2 separate regions of the Mus musculus genome follow, and region 2 is linked to region 1. A link is a contact called in public Hi-C data. All regions are on one chromosome and are shown on one strand. Each heading gives the region's core, a stretch centred on a gene start, on an enhancer-like site or on the middle of the called end of the contact. The rest is flanking DNA. Distances are from core to core; before and after follow the strand shown. Region 1 overlaps Itsn1 (intersectin 1 (SH3 domain protein 1A)). Region 2 overlaps Itsn1 (intersectin 1 (SH3 domain protein 1A)).

Region 1 (2,738 bases), core at 93-2,592:
TTGTAATGCTGGCAGTGTGCAGGCAGAGGCAGGTGGGGCTCTGTGAGCTGAGTCCTCCTGACACTGCAGACAAAGGCTGGATAAAAGTGGAAGGAGACAGTGCTGTAAAGAAGACAGCTGTGCCCTTCATGAGATGCTTGTGTGCGGTCAGGGCGCGCCTATCTCTTACACAGGAGCATGTTTACAACGGTCTTTCCTACCTGGAAACTCCTGGGTGGGTTCAGGTTTGGAGTTCTTTGCCTGTGCCTCATCTGATTGTATTGAGGGAAGAAAGAATTATTTCACCGAGTTGCTTTGCAGATAAGTTAGATATATTGGGTGTGTTTAGGAAGTACCTCTTAACACTGTAATAGTATACCAGCTTTTAAAGGGTTCTCCCAACAATGACTCTTGAAAGGTACAAATTAGACACTTAAAGTTTATCATTTACCCTAGCCTGTGACAACCCAATTCCTTTGAGTCAAACTTGAGAGAAAAAAGTACCTGAGATCTGCAAGTGTTGTTGCCTGTGGTTTGTTTCTCAACTGTTGGTTTCTCAGGCGAGTGTGTCTCTGTATGTCCAGCCTTGCACTTGCCGCTGAATTCTTCTGTCCATTGAAGGATAAAGCTGTCAGTTCCTGTTTCTGAGTGTGGGAAGTAAATTTCATTATCTACAAATTTCTGCATGTCAGCGGATTTAGTGGCAATCATAACTGTTTCTCAATCTGCTACTAAGGAAGAGCAGATTCCCTGGACTGTTGGAGATGGTTTTGTTTCTAACCCTGAAGCCAGCTTGTTCTACTTACTCATTCTTGAGCATGGAAATCTAGAGCCTCACCTTGTCTTACTTATTACACTTTGGAGGGTAATTGGAGACTTGTGTCTGTGGAAGCTTGAGATACTGGGCTGAGCTAAACCAGAATCTAATGAGCAACGTGATTAAATAAATCAGTAGCCAAGAGAAGTAAGGATATTTACATTTTACCTATTTCACAGGGTGTTGTTAGAATCACTATAAATAGACTTAAAATTGTAGCATGTATTTAAGTTTTTCACACGAGTGCTATATAAAAAGCAAGGTGTTAGCATCCCATTTTCTGTTTTTGACACTAGAAATGTATGTTGTATTCTGTAATTTCCTGCTATGTGTTCTAATAAACGTTTTGTATTTGTGCTCTTGGTTAGGATGCTATTCTATCTAGCCTTCTGTTCTATTTTTAGTCCTTCACGATGAGTCTGGACATAGCTAAGTTAATAGCAAGGTAATTGAAGTGTGTGTGCCAAGTGCTCGCCTGAATATCCTCTGGCTTCTCCACTTTCAGGGTTGAGTTACTGTTTACAGTGACACATTTCACCATGACTGGGCAGTCTGATTCCATTTGCTTGTTGTCTGGCCATCTTGTGCCCAGTATTTGTCTAGCTCTACATCTCTACTATTCATCCCGTTAATCTTAAGTTTCAAGAGGATCGGTTTAACCGGGAAAGATTAGCTGTCTAATAGTCAGAACTGGATTGTTCATGCCCCGGGGCAGGCATTGGAGAACCAGAACTGATGTACCGCAGATCTGAGACCCCACTGGCCCTGTATTTCTCTCGTGTGATTTTGATGGTGTTGTCTCTTTATCTGATTTGGGCCCTTCTGCTTGCTGTTGGCTAACCAGGTTGAGTATTTGACAACAGTTTGCTCATGCTTCATGTGGGTTTTACAGATGTTTAGTGCCTTTCAGTTTGGCAGAGGCTCACAAGGCCTCAATCCAGTTTTCCAGCTTCATTGAGCGCATCACAATCTCTAACTTGTAGCATTTGAAGATGTAAGGATTTGAGCTGGTGGATTTCAGGGCAAGGACTCCTCTTTATACAGGGTGGTTTTTAAAAATTTGTTTGTTTTGGTTTTTTCTTGTTCATGTTTCGGTTTGTGACATTTAGAAATGAATAAACATTTAGAACAAACGAGATGACACACAGCAGCAGCATTCAGAATCTGTAATCGAGACAGTTGCCCGTGGCTTCTAGATGTTTGAAAGTGGCTCTCATTTGATCATGCAGCTTGAAAAAAAGGCATCCTTGACAGACACCCTGTTTTTTCAAAGGTTCTTAAAAGCCAGTAACAGTGTGCTTTGATATCAGGAACATAAAACAAACAGGCAGCCTCTGATGTTAAGCTGAATTTGTTTGATTTTTCAAGTCAAATAAATGAAAACTGTTCCTGAGAAAGGTGTGTGACATTATGTGTAGATCGAGAGGAACCTTTCACCTTGTGACTGTCGACTCTAGAACAGTACAGTTATGGAATACACTACCTAGTTTCTTTAAAAACAAAAGGCTTGCCTCCTGTGTATTAGAATGTTAAGTTTAATGTTTTGATCACTTTATTATTTTCTTGAAAAGGCATCAGTTTGATCTGACTAATTGTGCTATATTTTATATATTTTTCCCAGAACCTCAGGTAACTAGTGTGAAAATTGCATGGATGATCTTACATACAAAGTTAGGAGCTAATAGGTCATTTCTTTTGTGTTCCTTGCAACATATATGGTATCAAAGTACATTGTAAAATCATTTCTTTTTGCTTTAGCGTTTAATTGTTGCTTCAAGGGGGAAAAACTGGTTCTGCACCATCTATAGATGTTTGCTATAGGAGGAATCAGACTGGGAAAGAACCCTTGCTTAGTTCTGAGTGTAGGTGAGGATTTAGTGACCACTGGAGACAAAGACAAAGGGGTGGCCACATGGCTCACTCAGGACTTTATTCAGCACAC
Region 2 (2,738 bases), core at 170-2,669, 150 kb after region 1:
ACGAGAGTTAGAGACAGTTCCTCCTCCTCTTCCTCCTCCCCCTCCTCCCTCTCCTCTTCCTCCTCCCCCTCCTCCCTCTCCTCCTCTTCCTCCTCTCCCTCCCCCTCCTCCTCCTCTTCCCTGGATTGGCCCCATGGGCCCAAATTCTTGTTTTTCTTTGTTTCCCCCTTATTCTCCAAAGACACATTGAAGCTGACATTTCAGGGAATGCCTTATTGGGCAGGCCTACAGAGGCTGGCTTGTATGAGTGGTGGGAACCTCCTCAGAAGAGCCCAATCTTGCTGACTAGTAATTGACAGTAAGGAGTCCCCAACATGGGTCCTAAGATGCCACCCCCTCCTCCCCTGTATCTCCCCGCTCCTCCCCTGCACAGTCTCCTTTAAAGGGGGGTCAGCACCTGACCTTTTCCCAACTCCATTGCTTGCCTACCTGCCAAGGGACCCTGTTCTGCAGGGACGTGGGGGTGTGAGGGTCACCGGGCCAAGGTAATGCAGGAGAAAAAAGGAGGGAAGGAAAAAGGAAGAGAGAAAGAAGGAAGGATGGATGTAAGGATAGAAGGGATGGAGGAAGGAGGGAGACAGGGCAGGTGGTCAAAGAGAACGTTAAAGAGGCTTCCTCGCAGGTTATGAAGGTAAGGGCTCACTCAGTGCCACGTACTCCCCGTGGGGGTTTAGGGGACCGCATCTCTGGAGAAGAGACTCGCAAACTGAAGATGGGACTTACCCCTGCCCTCCTTGTCATGGAGACTTAGACCTCTAGTGTAGCAGCCCCTAGAACCATCACGGCTTCCTTTCTTTTTTATTTCTTTTTTAAAGATTTATTTATTATACTTAAAAAACAGACACACCAGAAGAGGGTGTCAAATCTCATTACGGATGGTTGTGAGCCACCATGTGGTTGCTGGGATTTGAACTCAGGATCTTCAGAAGAGCAGTCAGTGCTCTTAACCACTGAGCCATCTCTCCAGCCCCCACCATCACGGCTTTCTGAGTGGCAAATTCCCAGAGGCCCTTGGGCATAGCATTCTCTTTTGAATGACTCCTATTAATGAACATTGTCCTTTGAAGGGCTATTCAAGGAAATAATGAAGACTTCTTGTTAGTTTGGACTTGCAATAAATAACTGGCTGGTTGCCACAGGGACTCCTCTTTCCAGTTCCCTGTTTCCTGATACCTAGAAAGTAGCTGAGCTAGAGGAAGAGAAAGTCCCGGAGACCGTTTCCTCACAGGACATTGCACGAGGTCCCTGTGGTCCCAAGGATCCACTAATGTGTATAATGACTTCGTGTCTGTAAGCGCCAGGAAAGGTTCTGTCCTTGAGAAGCACAGGAAAATACAACCCGTGAGAAAGATGGCCAGGATCTCAGGCTCTCTAAGTTGAGAGCATTGAAACTCCTATGTCAGCACCCTGGGCAGACTGCAGTCAGGAACAGCAACACAGTGAGCAATGCTGACAGGATGCTGTTCCTTCAGGGGGGCTCTATCCTGTCCAGGCCGCCTGTTGGGGGCTGGGAGGCAGAGAAGGGACCTCCTTTGTGGCTTTTAAGCCAACTTGTAGATCTAATTTTAAGTCACTTTAATAACATAAAATTCCTGCTCAGTGGCTGGGTAGATCGCTGACAAAGTGCTAGCCCGGCAAACCTGAGGCCCTGAGTTTGATCCCCAGCCCTTTCGTAAAGAAACCAGATTCAGCATGCGTAGCTGTAGTACCAGAGCTGGGGATGTGGAGACAGGGGGATTGTTGGACTTGTTTCTTGGTGCCGTGGCTCACAGGGGTTGGGACTGGGGATGTCTTGAAGGATAAGGTACAGAAAACTCAGTACGGAAACATTAGTGTTTATCTCCACCAAACAACTAACTCAGTTCTACTCAGACCTAACTAGTTCCTTTAGTAAAAGGAGCTAATAGTTTATATTTTGGCAAATAATTCTCCTAGCACTGTGTGTGGCTGTCCTATTTCAGGGTGAATTGCCCCTACGCTGTGTCAGGTCCTATGCTATATTTTAATCGGATCTGTTCTGTTTTCTGGAGCAGCCTAGAGTCTCGCTGTTATTACAGTGATGAGTATTTTAGTGTTCGAAGTCCACCGAGGAGAGTTTCATTCAGAAGCGGGCTTATTCCGTCAGCCTTCAGATTGCCCAGCGTCCCTCCGGGATTTCTGGGGAGCTGGCCAGTGACCAAGGCTCCTTTTTACGCTGTGGAAATTCCTCCCTTCTTCTTTTAGAACCATCGTACCCGTATCCTGTGCGAGAGCTGCGCCTGTGGTTTTCTGCCTCCCCGGCTATACTCTTTTGTCTTTCTTGTCTTATCTCCTGTTCTCGGTGAAAACAAGAGTGGGGACCTTAGACAAATAGGAGCCAAAGGCAGCGTGGTGGCTTGTGTGGCCATTTCCGCACTGTGGGGCTCTTCCTACCTAGATGGTTCTATTGGCAGGGTCAAGGTGCTGGCGCCCCCTGCTGCATCCCAGCAGCATTGCTCTTGTGGAACTTGCTAGTGAGAGGGGTGGGGGTAGGGTCAGGGCTAGAACCCGACTGTAGTGCTCCCCGACTCTCCCAGCTGAGCCGTGAGCAAAGAAGGAAGGTGTGAGTGAACCCAGCGCTGGGCACCTACTGAAATGGCGTTCCTGCCTGCTGGGGTGGACAGAGACCCTCCTCAGCTTCCCTGCCTTTTCTGTGCCTTCAGAGGGGAATGTTGCAATTCAGTTCTCCACAGAAAAGGACTGGCTTCCTGAAGTAGGCC

What was found. A called contact is a pair of places that touch in the nucleus more often than the background predicts.
Region 2: a Hi-C map of bone marrow-derived macrophages shows a contact between it and region 1, with 36 read pairs. The contact joins two enhancer-like sites. A contact is called at or near these places in 3 of 484 Hi-C or Micro-C datasets (the G1E-ER4 cell line, bone marrow-derived macrophages and cranial neural crest), 3 of 115 datasets of contacts at active chromatin or transcription factors (bone marrow-derived macrophages, effector CD8 T cells and extraembryonic endoderm stem cells) and 4 of 9 other capture datasets (adipose tissue, embryonic stem cells, liver and 1 more).

What each region holds. Positions count from the first base shown.
Region 1 is chr16:91,761,334-91,764,071 of GRCm38.p6, forward strand. The region is part of intron 1 of Itsn1 (intersectin 1 (SH3 domain protein 1A)); the gene reads left to right. Among named protein-coding and RNA genes, the nearest start is that of Itsn1, 33 kb to the left of the region's middle. Within about 2 kb of position 1,343, at least 22 of the 459 cell types and tissues checked have an H3K27ac peak or open chromatin away from gene starts, as enhancers often do. A contact at or near this core is called in bone marrow-derived macrophages and liver, where this site is marked.
Region 2 is chr16:91,915,547-91,918,284 of GRCm38.p6, forward strand. Itsn1 (intersectin 1 (SH3 domain protein 1A)) reads left to right here. Exons shown (of 39, transcript NM_010587.2): 39 at 1-2,738. Among named protein-coding and RNA genes, the nearest start is that of Gm25245, 4.5 kb to the right of the region's middle. Within about 2 kb of position 1,420, at least 72 of the 459 cell types and tissues checked have an H3K27ac peak or open chromatin away from gene starts, as enhancers often do. A contact at or near this core is called in bone marrow-derived macrophages and liver, where this site is marked.